4 separate regions of the Mus musculus genome follow, and all the other regions are linked to region 1. A link is a contact called in public ChIA-PET and HiChIP or PLAC-seq data. All regions are on one chromosome and are shown on one strand. Each heading gives the region's core, a stretch centred on a gene start, on an enhancer-like site or on the middle of the called end of the contact. The rest is flanking DNA. Distances are from core to core; before and after follow the strand shown. Region 1 holds the start of Hpgds (hematopoietic prostaglandin D synthase). Region 2 overlaps LOC108169147 (a long non-coding RNA gene). Region 3 has its middle 23 kb from the start of Gm36144. Region 4 overlaps Tnip3 (TNFAIP3 interacting protein 3).

Region 1 (2,700 bases), core at 40-2,539:
GTGGATGATCACAGTCAGCTATTGGATGGGTCACACGGCCCCCAATGGAGGAGCTAGAGAAATTACCCAAGGAGCTAAAGGGAACTGCAACCCTATAGGTGGAACAACATTATGAACTAACCAGTACCCTGGAGCTCTTGACTATAGCTGCATATGTATCAAAAGATGGCCTAGTTGGCCATCACTGCAAAGAGAGGCCCATTGGACTTGCAAACTGTATATGCCCCAGTACAGGGGAACCCCAGGGCCAAAACGGGGGAGTGGGTGGGTAGTGGATTGGGGGGGTGGGTATGGCGGACTTTTGGGATAGCATTGAAAATGTAAACGAGGAAAATACCTAATAAAAATAAAATTAAATTAAAAAAAAAAAAGAGTTGCCCCTAGGTATGATTGTTCTGGGGACATGAAAAGCACCGTGTGGTTTCAATGTCTCATTGGGTAACTTCCAGATTTCAGGATGCACAGGCAGATATTTTATTGGACATTTTCAGTAAGCTGTGCTAATATTATCACTGAAATTAAACTTGTGTTATAATTTAAAGCTGATAGATATGAGTTCCTACTAGAAAAAGGTACTCTCATGGAGTATTTGAATCTTGTACACTAAGACTCTTTCAAACTGTGGACCTCTTCCAAGAAATGAGTGTAAACAGAACTCAAGCAACCATGCAAATGTAGTCTTTAAAAGTCTGACCCATGCCGAAATGCTAAGAGCGTTCAGCCATCAGATAGAGATCAGGGTCTATGTGACATGTCCAACAATCCTGTAGAAGGGAGAAAGCTCAAAAGAGGGAACATTGAAGCACTGGATGTTACAGACACTGCTTGTGTGAGGGCAGGGACCAAACAAATAAATCATGCAGTGAGGGACGTCATGATGAAGAGCAAACGGTGAGCAAACGGTGCGTGTGCTGGGGGTGGACGCGGGTGAGAAGGCACGGGGCAAAGGCGTCTCCAGGGAGACTGGGAAATGAAGTAAGACACTTTTGTCTCTGTAAGAAAACGTGACAGGGCTTGTTTTCTCATTCCCCAGAAGTCTGTGGTGTAAGACTAAGAATAAAGAGCTTGTAGCAATCTGTACACACAAGCACCTGTGACTGCGACTTTACTCTTTATGCAAATACGTTGGACTAATGTAGAGAGCTTGTGAAATGATGACAAAAGCTACCCAGAGCTCTTTACAGGCTGAACTTTGGACTCGTGCATCTCATGTGAGAAAGGCAGGAAGGCTTTTAGGTGGAGGAAGTGGCCTCTGGCTGTCTTGTGACTGCCACTCATCACAGAAACCACTGTACAGACAGGAACTGAGACACGGAGACACGGCACAGGAAAGGCTCTCTGCATAGGTAAGTGACACGAACTCTTTCTTCTTTCTGTTTGATTCTCCCCGTCTTCCCCAGCTTGAGACTGTTCGGTGGTCTATATGTTCCATCTTAACAGCGTCAGCTCACTCCAGGCTTTCATACACACATGGTCACGTAGAAATCGGATGACAACCTGTAAGAGCTGTGGATCCAAAAGCTTCTAGAAATTCCCTGAGCATCACCACCCCTGAAGGAAAAAGAAAATCCCATCTTGATCATCCTTGATAACATCTTTAGAACTCTCTTGGTAACTTTCTTTAGAATGTAAAGCAGTATAAATTTTCATTTATGCCCCTTCAACCCTGTATACGTGTGCACACACATGCATGTGAGTGTGCGCGTGCTCTGTGTGTGTGTGTGTGTGTGTGTGTGTGTGTGTGTGTGTGTGCGTGTGTGTGTGTGTGTGTGTGTCCGGGGGCTTTTTTTGCATCACATTCTATCATGTTAAGGCATATTTGGTTGAAATGTGTCTATGCTTGTCCAAGAATTGCTTCCTTCACCATTTGACAGTAGAGATAGTTTAAAAGATTTACTTCAGTTCAGATGGTTGAACTTAACAATCCTAAAGAGCAGTGTAGCTACTCCCTGTGCTCAGGTGTTAACATAAAGCAAGCCTCGAAAGTGGCATTTCTCTGGGGGTTTTTGATAGAAAATAGAGATCCCAGTTCACTGATTCAAAATTAAGCATCCAGTGTTTGAAATGAGCAACTTAGCAAATAAAGTGTCATCTATTTCTTTTTTGATCTACATTTTTTACTCCCTACCAGTAAATTGTCCAGGTCTGAACTAAAACTCCCCTCCCCCCTTGCACTATGAAATCGTGAAATCCTGTACGCTCCATCCCCTAGTTGTTAGGAGCAGTGGCTTCTGTTAGGAGATGCCAGCATGGGCAAGATGTCCAACATGGACAAGATGTCCTGTGAACAGTAGCTCCTCAGCTGCTCTCTGCATCCAGCTCCTGCATTTTAAAATACCAGACTCTACACAAATAGAGGTGCAAACAGTGTGCCGTGTCCACCACATGTGGGGTGGGGTTAAGACTGTCGGCAAGACCAGGGATGCTTCCAGTTGTGTACTCCAGACTCAAGCTATTGCAGAATTGCTGGACATGTGAAAAGAACGTGGCAGGGAACCCCAAGTATCTCTGAGTTCCAGATATCTTTTATTGAAGTGCGAGAGTTCAGTTAGGCCACTGGTGTTAAATAAATTATAAAATTGGGGTTGCAACTAGCCATCGGTGATGACTCTTTCTGCCAGAGAATTGGCTTTGGATTTCTATCATCTTTTAGACATACAGACTACAAATATTATACTATTTTTAACTTTATTACTTTAA
Region 2 (2,700 bases), core at 48-2,547, 380 kb before region 1:
GGACTACTGTGAGGAAGGACAGAAATGTTGGACTAAAGATGGGTCTTCTCTATTGAAGTTCAGCTCAGGAAAAACCTGTCATAGGTAGTTTTCATATCCACGACAAGTAAGCCAGCCCCACCTCCGTCCTTAGCCTCTTCCTAACAGTATCACTTCCTCCAGACACATGCCCATTTACTTGAAAGGGAAATTGGTAAAGGTCGGGCTGGGCCAATGTTTGTTTACAAACCTGGGGATTGATCTAGGTATTCTTTTATACTATGTAAGCCATCCATCACTCTGCTGCAACCTCACCCCAGCTTATTTGCTTGGCTTCCGCTTCTCTAAGACAAGACTTTGTAATGTTCCTAGATATTCTAATCTGCACTAAATTTTTTAAGATGAAGAATATGGTGTGTTTTTAAGTGTCATCACGGAAACGTCAATCAACCATACACAGTGTAATTCCCGGAGCCACACAGAAAGCACCTTGCAGCTCAATACTCAGGTGATCATCCTCAGATTGACAAAAGTAAACACAAAGAACTGAAGCTGGGAGCACAAAGTCTGGGTTCTACACAGAGCAACAGAAGAGTGAAGTCTGTGTCTCTCGGCTCCCAATGAAAATCAGTGAAAGACAGTCAGTTATGACCATCAGAAATGATGGCTGAGCTCGGACCACACTGATGGAGGCTTTCTCCTGGAGATGAGGGCCAAGATTTGTATCTGAATCTGTTCTTTGGCTTTTATAAGTTGGATGCTCTCAGAACAATTATATCTAAATATTTGTTGTTATTTTAAAATATTATTTCATGTGTTCAAATAAGCAACAGATATTCTAATCAAAAATTAATTTTCCTGTACTAATCCATATTTAGGCAAATTCCAATCTGTCCATATCAGACATGTTTCTTACCATAAGTCAAACAATTGCTTTTGATATTATTTATGTGTTTTACATTTTATCCTGCAAGTAATATTAAAAAAGAATGCATATTTTTCACTGAAGCTGAACAGAATTTCTCTAATTTTAATACACTACAGTGCTTTCTATTGTCTGAGAATGTCATACAAGCATACATTGTGTATTAACCAAATCTAGCTCCTTTCTCACCCTGGAATTTCTCCCATTATTCCTCCCCGACTCCATGTGCTCTTCTTTCAGAAGCCAGTGGATACACTTAGTGCTACTAAAATGTGTGTAGGTGAAGGGAAGTGTACTGTGTTTGTTTTCAAAGCAGTCCCATGTATTCCTGAGGCAGTACTCTATATAACATGGGTGTAGGAAAGGACTTCCTGTTTTGGACTCAATTTGGCCAAGCATTAACGCCAACCATTGACAAGTGAACTTCCTGAAACTAAAAAGCTAAACAGAAACTAAAACTGTTAAAGAAATCATCAGCCTTCTAAAGAGAAAGCCCTCAGAATGGGGAATAATCTTGGCTGGAGGATTATATGCAGAACATACAGTGAATTTGAAAAACAAAGAGTCAGAAACAAAACAAAACAAATGACCCATTCAAAAAAAAAATGGTCCTGGAACCTGAAGAAAGAGTTCCCCAAAAAAGTAAAAATGGCTAAGGAATGCCTTTTAAAAATTCATTGTCCTCAAAAAATTATGGAAATCACATCAGAACAACATCTTATTCCAGGCAGAATTGCAAAAATCAAGAAAACAACTGGCAACAAATACTGGAGGGGAAAGGGGGAAAGGGAGCCTTGTTCTCTGTAGAATTGCAAAGTGGTGCGAACATTATGAAAGTTGGTGGGGAGAATTCTCAAAAAGATAAAAAAGCTACCATACATCCAGCTATACCACTCTTTGGCATATCCCCAAGGGAACCAGTATCCTTCTCCACAGCTACCAAGCATGTTCATTGCTGCTCTAGTCACAATAGTTAGGAAATGAAAACAACCTAAATAAATTCTGACTGGTAAATGGATAATGAAAATGTGGTAGATACGCACTATGGAGTATTATTATTCAACTACCAAAATTAAGAGAGCAAAACAAGACCATGGCTAGGATAGGGGTGGGGGAGTTACAGTAAGGGGATAGTAGAGTATAATTAATCAGAATAGAGAAATGGGAAAATGAGGTACTGTGGGTATGGAGAGGGGTAAATACTGAAGAATGTGGGAGGAGGAAAAAGAGAAGTAGCAGGACACAAGTGATCTGATGGGGTAATGAGAAAAGGGAGAAAAGGAAAGGGGGGAATATGCTTAATTACAGCCTCAAAAACAGACTAACTAACAACAATAACGGCAAGCCACTGAGAACATTTGGTGTTCCGCAATCTACTGTTTTTGCTTCTGACAAGGTTGCATGTATCCCAGACTGGCTTAGCATTTGCTACCTAGTGGAGGATAAATTTCTCACCCTTCTGCCTGAACCTCTTGGTCGCTGGAATTCTATTCATGGGCTGCCACAACCAGTTTACTTGTTTCGTTTGGAAACTCAATGATGTAAGCTGTATTTTTCAGGGGGAAAAAAAAAAAAAAACATTGAACAACTTTCCAAAAGAGAATATGTGACTAATGACAAAGTATTCTCTAAAACTGAAAGGAAAAAAAAACTATGGCTATACCTCAAAAATGATGCTGAGCACAGTGACAAGAGTGCCATCCCTTGAGAGTCACCTAGACATAGATAGCCCACAGCACTTGTCTACACTCTTTTATAACTGAAGGAAACCTTTCTACCTATTTTGAGCTTGAGGT
Region 3 (2,700 bases), core at 10-2,509, 500 kb before region 1:
AAAGCCAGATACATCCTTTCCTTTCTCACTTGGTTTGTGTCATGGAATTGCATCACAACAATAGTAACTCTAACTAGGACACCCAGCTGGGACTTGATTTAATCTTAATTTTTTATTATTATAGGCCAGGTCTTCTGTTGTGGCAAACAAGTAGAGATCAGACAAGAATTTGGGTGTAGAGTTGGTTTCTTTTTCCTTCTTTCTTAGTAAGAAACTCTGCTGAGCCTTCTTGCCTCCCCATATTTATTGGTTTTTGCTTGCTTGCTTGCTTGCTTGCTTGCTTGCTTGATGGCTTGCTTGATGGCTTGATGGCTTGCTTGATGGCCTGCTTGCTGTCTGTCTGTCTTGCTTGTTTTACTGTTATGAATAGGATTCTTCTCCTAAGCTTTCTTTTGAATGGCTCATGGTTCATACACAGAAATACCCTGGTTTTCATACTCCCAATTTTGTACTTGGCCACTTTATTTCATTTATTTTTTATTTTTATACTGTTTTGTTGTTGATGATGAGGGTTTAGGGTTTTTTTTTTTTTACATAAACAAGGATATTTCTTTTCTCCTTCCAATTCAAGAGACTTATTTCTTTTTCTGGTCCATTACTTCTGGTATGCCATGAACAGAAGCAAGCCTTGTGGGAACCTTGCTTCCTAGAGCCCTCACTTTGTAGAACCCTCACTTTTTAGAAGCCTCACTTTGGACCGGGCATGGCTTCAGCCACCCCAGTGAAAGCAATATTTCCTGTGATCTTTTGGATGTTGAACCTGCCTGGCATTTTCTGTGTGTGCTGAGATGATCATCAGTTTTTATCTCTTCTTTTGTGCCGTACTATGCTGGTTTACTTGTGATCAAGGAATACGGAGCAGCACCTATTTCAGGAAAAGAATCACAGATACTTTCTTAGCCTGGACTTTTGAGCTGACAAGCAGGGGGCTCTCCTTTGCCTTTTTGTTTGTTTCTGAATCTTCCTTCTTTGCTTCCTTCCATGTGAATGACACCGAAAGAGCAAGACAAGCTAAAGATGATACACAGTGGTTAAATCTCATCACGCAGTAGTCCAGAACCCTGTGAACAGAGTTAAGGGTTGAAGACGAACATGAAGTGAAGGGACTGTTCAAAGGAAAAGCATAATCAAGCAGGGTTTCTTTGAAGGAGGAATTCACTTATTTATTCAGTCATGGATATTTACTGAGGACATGTCATATACCCGAAGCACCTCTTGCAGCCAGCACAGTCCTCTGCAGGATGTGGTTACAGACTGCTACTTCCTGAGTCAGGTCAATAGCAGAGTTTCAGAGCTTTTGTATTAATGTGTCTCTAGCTCACAGTACAGTTGGACCAAGAATGGTGATTGAAGCAACATAGCTTTGGATACAGCAGAAAGCACGGTAGATCCGCTTGCAAGAGAGCCTGGCGTGAGAAAAGGCACTGGGATGGGCTGTGGCATGAGAATTGGGCTTTCAGGTCAGCCCACCTCATACTCAGCCAGACACAAGTTAAACCTCCCTAAGGAGGGGCCACCTACCTTTCTGTATAGTATCCATCCAGAGGTGTAGGTAGGTGACACTGTCTATGTAAAACTGCCTGTCCTTTGGGTTGTGTCATCTTATTATAAATCTGGCCAAGAGCATCCACTTCTAATATTTTGGACAAATGCATGGATTATACCAGAGGCTGGACAGGATATGCAAAGATGACAATGACACAGAGTCAGAGATGGCTCAGTATGTTAAAAGCAAACTGTCCCTGATGTGTTGACTCTTTCCCACAGAGAGAACCTTTGCTAATGTTTTCCATCACAAGGGAGATGTGATGACTTATCTTGGTTGTCTACCTAACAGGATCTGGAGTCACCAAGATCTGTTGAGACATTTACAGAAAGGATTAGCTAAGGAGAATTTTTATTTGAGATAACAGTGTCTTCCTCTAAGTGCTCTAGATCACAAAGAGATCTGAGAAAAGGACAGTGCTTCCTGTCAGGCCTGTCTTTTGATTCCTGATGAGTGAGGTTATCTATCCCTCCTCTTGTGGCTCCCACTTCCATCTCTGCAGACTTTTGCCACCACCTAGTACCTTGGACATTCTAACATAAAGAGTAGTAGCTACCCAGGAATCTTCCAGGCATTCACTGGGTTTCGATCCTTGACATCCAGCTTCATGGACTGAGCAGTAATTGGTGTCTCAGCTTCTCTAGCCTGCAGACACTCATATCAGCCATTCCAGTGAATCCCTTTCATAATGCTCTTCTTGAATCTCTTTCTGTTCTTCTAGACTCTGAATCTAGAGGATGGTGCCAAACAGAAGAGAAGTGATGTAATTAGATATTAAATAGATGGCAGAAAAAGACAAAGAGGCATAAATTAGAGGACAGACTGAAGATCATACAGGTCCTAAAGGCTCAGTCAAGGTGACTGGAGGATATAAAAAGAGCAAAAACCACTGTGAGAACAAAACCAGTTAGAGAGGCTGTGGAATCTCTGCCATTCGAGATTCCATTCAAAGAAGTACTTTAGCTTAGTGATGCAGAAGGAAAAAAAATCTCACAGGTGAAGATTCTTATGACTAAATGTTTAAAACACACACAGGTTTTAAGTTGAGAGGCACTTGAGGAACGATGCCTGCCATACACAGCATGGCCTTCCTGCTTCGTGACTGCCTCCTTTCAGCAGCCCTCCCTTTCCAGAAACAAGATTATGATTAACAT
Region 4 (2,700 bases), core at 37-2,536, 470 kb before region 1:
CACACACCTATGGTCACTTGATCTTCGACAAGGGAGCTAAAACCATCCAGTGGAAGAAAGACAGCATTTTCAACAATTGGTGCTGGCACAACTGGTTGTTATCGTGTAGAAGAATGCGAATCGATCCATACTTATCTCCTTGTACTAAGGTCAAATCTAAGTGGATCAAGGAACTTCACATAAAACCAGAGACACTGAAACTTATAGAGGAGAAAGTGGGGAAAAGCCTTGAAGATATGGGCACAGGGGAAAAATTCCTGAACAGAACAGCAACGGCTTGTACTGTAAGATCAAGAATTGACAAATGGGACCTAATGAAACTCCAAAGTTTCTGCAAGGCAAAAGACACCGTCAGTAAGACAAAAAGACCACCAACAGATTGGGAAAGGATCATTACCTATCCAATTTAACAATTTCTAGTGAACTGAGGAGGAAACCACGGGCATCTTGGGAATACAGTGAAGTTCAGGAGGAAAAGCTGGACAAAGCTTCTTTCCTGCTGCAGCTCCAGAGAAGATTGGCTCCACATTGCACAATAGGTACACTAAATGGAATACACACACACACACTGTGTGTGTGTGTGTGTGTGTGTGTGTGTGTGTGTGTGCTGTGTATGTGTGTATTTTTTCTTGAAGCTTCCTCCTAAGTTTCCACCTACCTGTTGATTTTTAGGGAACAAGACAGCTGCGCTGAATAAATGATACTTTATTGTGTTGGCTAGTTTTATATCAACTTTACACAAGCTATTGTCATCTAACAGGAGGAAGCCTCAATTTGGAAAACACTTGCTTAAGATCTGGCTAATTAGCTTGTCATAGGTGGTGCCACCCCTGGGCTGGTGATCCTGGGTTCTGTAAGAAATCAAGCTGAATAAGGCATGGGAAGCAAATGAGTAACCTTCTTTGTGGCCTGCTGCCCCTGTGGTCTCTGCATTAGCTCCTGCCTCTGTGTTCCTATCAAGTTTGAGTTCCTGTCTTGGCTTCCCTCAATGAACTATGATTCACAACTTTTAAGCAAATAAACTCTTTCCTTCCCAATTTGTTTTTTATCATTTTGTGTCATCACACCAGTAGTAGCCCTAACTAAGCCCCAACACTTATCATATCCTAAACTACCAGGAAAATTTTAAGCCACTGGCTTGGTATTTAACCTCTTGGAATGAAGGTTAGTCAGCTCTTTCAGATCACAGCAGTCTGACCCAACTCACCCCTCAGACACCTAGGCTCTTGACTCTTTGGCCCATGAAAGAACTGCAAGAGGAAATGAGATCAGCTGTTTCTTTATCTTCTTGTTTATTTTTAGATGGCACAAGTAGCACATGGTGCAGCTAAGTGATGTGAGCCCCACCTTTCTATTCTAGGAGAGCTGCCAACAGGAGGTAAGAAAGTGTAATCTTACCAACATTAATGAGCTATGATTTAATTCAGGGGCAGATGTAAAGAAATATGAATTATTCCTTTAAAATTCTCCTTGAGGCTGAGTTACACTGATTTCATTCAATAGAATAAATACTGTTTTAAATGCAAGCCTTTACTTCTCCTTCATCAAACACTGGCTCTTCTGGTATTAACATTATAATCTAAAATTCTTTCCGGGGAAGTTTACTATGCCATAGGACATGAATTTTTTCCTTCTTCCTGTTAATGAAGGTTGACAGAAGCAGCTAACCATATCTATTTCAACATAAGGTTGAGTTATTCATGTACCTTGTATTTCACAAGACTATCAAGTTTCTCTTTTTCCTTATACTTCCCACAAACTTAATTTACTTCTATATCCTCGGGAGAAAATTTGTAAGGAGTGATGGCTATGGTGAAAGAGCCCGAGAAGTGTCTCTGGTGAAGACTGAAAAAGTAGGACAGCCAGTAAGAAAAGATAGAGTAGAAGTGACCAGCAACTAGCCACATCTGGGAAAGGCGCAGGTCCAAAGGGACCTCACTAAGTTCCAGTGTCCTGCTCCCCAACAGATACCGTCTGCTCCCAAAGGAGAAGGGTTTAAGTTATACTCTCACACAAAAGTACTAGGGTTCCAGACAACCTGGAGAAATGCATTTTTCTAAGTGCTTTGCTAGGAAAATCCTACTTCAAAGTCTCAGAGCTGAAGTATGATTACATTGCTAATAAAACCTAAAGGCAGAGAGAGAGTTGGTTGTTCATTCCAAGATGTAGAAAATGTATGACCGTTCCACCTGAATGAGAGTTCCACCCATACTGGCAAAGCAGAGTAGAATCAAACAGGGGGATCACAGAGGCAAGAAATATTGCTCCTCGGAAGGACAGCAAAGGTGCTCAGGTTCTGACTCAATCAGGTTCCTGGTCCAAGTCAATTCTGCTTACAAATAACTATTCAACGGTCTTGGCAAACACAGCTACAAAGAAGAATTTTAGTGAGCTACTTTTTTCTTGCATCTTCCAAGACAATTCCTTTTTAACTGGAAAATGTCAAAACTCTTTTGCATCTACCTAGTAAAACTCATGGTAATTCAATAAATAGCACTTTATAACTGAAGAACACAGTGTAGTTTTTTGGTTTGACTATACTTTGTTCACCTTATACGTAAAAATGGCCTTTGGGTGGTGTCACATGTGGTGATTGAGAATAGCCCATGTAAAATATATTTGTCCAAAAAATTAGAGCTCGATTTGGTATCTTTTACTTAATCAATTCATATCTGTATGTCCTATGGGTTCAGTGTCCCA

What was found. ChIA-PET counts read pairs in DNA pulled down with a chosen protein or histone mark. HiChIP or PLAC-seq counts read pairs in DNA pulled down with a chosen protein or histone mark.
Region 2: an RNA polymerase II ChIA-PET map of memory CD8 T cells shows a contact between it and region 1, with 2.8 times the contacts expected there. The contact joins the enhancer-like site here to the promoter of Hpgds in region 1. A contact is called at or near these places in 7 of 39 promoter capture datasets (the C10 cell line, HPC-7-derived erythroid cells, embryonic stem cells and 3 more), 2 of 115 datasets of contacts at active chromatin or transcription factors (effector CD8 T cells and memory CD8 T cells) and 2 of 9 other capture datasets (adipose tissue and liver).
Region 3: an RNA polymerase II ChIA-PET map of memory CD8 T cells shows a contact between it and region 1, with 57 read pairs. The contact joins the enhancer-like site here to the promoter of Hpgds in region 1. A contact is called at or near these places in 1 of 39 promoter capture datasets (the HPC-7 cell line), 3 of 484 Hi-C or Micro-C datasets (CD8 T cells, cerebral cortex and embryonic fibroblasts), 3 of 115 datasets of contacts at active chromatin or transcription factors (bone marrow-derived macrophages, effector CD8 T cells and memory CD8 T cells) and 2 of 9 other capture datasets (liver and macrophages).
Region 4: an H3K4me3 HiChIP or PLAC-seq map of bone marrow-derived macrophages shows a contact between it and region 1, with 4 times the contacts expected there. The contact joins the enhancer-like site here to the promoter of Hpgds in region 1. A contact is called at or near these places in 2 of 39 promoter capture datasets (embryonic stem cells and macrophages), 3 of 115 datasets of contacts at active chromatin or transcription factors (bone marrow-derived macrophages and effector CD8 T cells) and 3 of 9 other capture datasets (embryonic stem cells, liver and macrophages).

The regions. Positions count from the first base shown.
Region 1 is chr6:65,143,319-65,146,018 of GRCm38.p6, reverse strand. It overlaps Hpgds (hematopoietic prostaglandin D synthase), which reads left to right and starts at 1,289. Exons shown (of 6, transcript NM_019455.4): 1 at 1,289-1,346.
Region 2 is chr6:65,526,713-65,529,412 of GRCm38.p6, reverse strand. All of the region lies in intron 1 of LOC108169147 (a long non-coding RNA gene), which reads right to left. Among named protein-coding and RNA genes, the nearest start is that of Tnip3, 62 kb to the left of the region's middle. Within about 2 kb of position 1,297, at least 35 of the 459 cell types and tissues checked have an H3K27ac peak or open chromatin away from gene starts, as enhancers often do. A contact at or near this core is called in adipose tissue, hematopoietic stem and progenitor cells and memory CD8 T cells, where this site is marked.
Region 3 is chr6:65,646,475-65,649,174 of GRCm38.p6, reverse strand. No RefSeq gene overlaps it. Among named protein-coding and RNA genes, the nearest start is that of Gm36144, 23 kb to the left of the region's middle. Within about 2 kb of position 1,259, at least 36 of the 459 cell types and tissues checked have an H3K27ac peak or open chromatin away from gene starts, as enhancers often do. A contact at or near this core is called in CD8 T cells, the HPC-7 cell line and memory CD8 T cells, where this site is marked.
Region 4 is chr6:65,610,612-65,613,311 of GRCm38.p6, reverse strand. All of the region lies in intron 6 of Tnip3 (TNFAIP3 interacting protein 3), which reads right to left. Among named protein-coding and RNA genes, the nearest start is that of Tnip3, 22 kb to the right of the region's middle. Within about 2 kb of position 1,286, at least 46 of the 459 cell types and tissues checked have an H3K27ac peak or open chromatin away from gene starts, as enhancers often do. A contact at or near this core is called in bone marrow-derived macrophages and effector CD8 T cells, where this site is marked.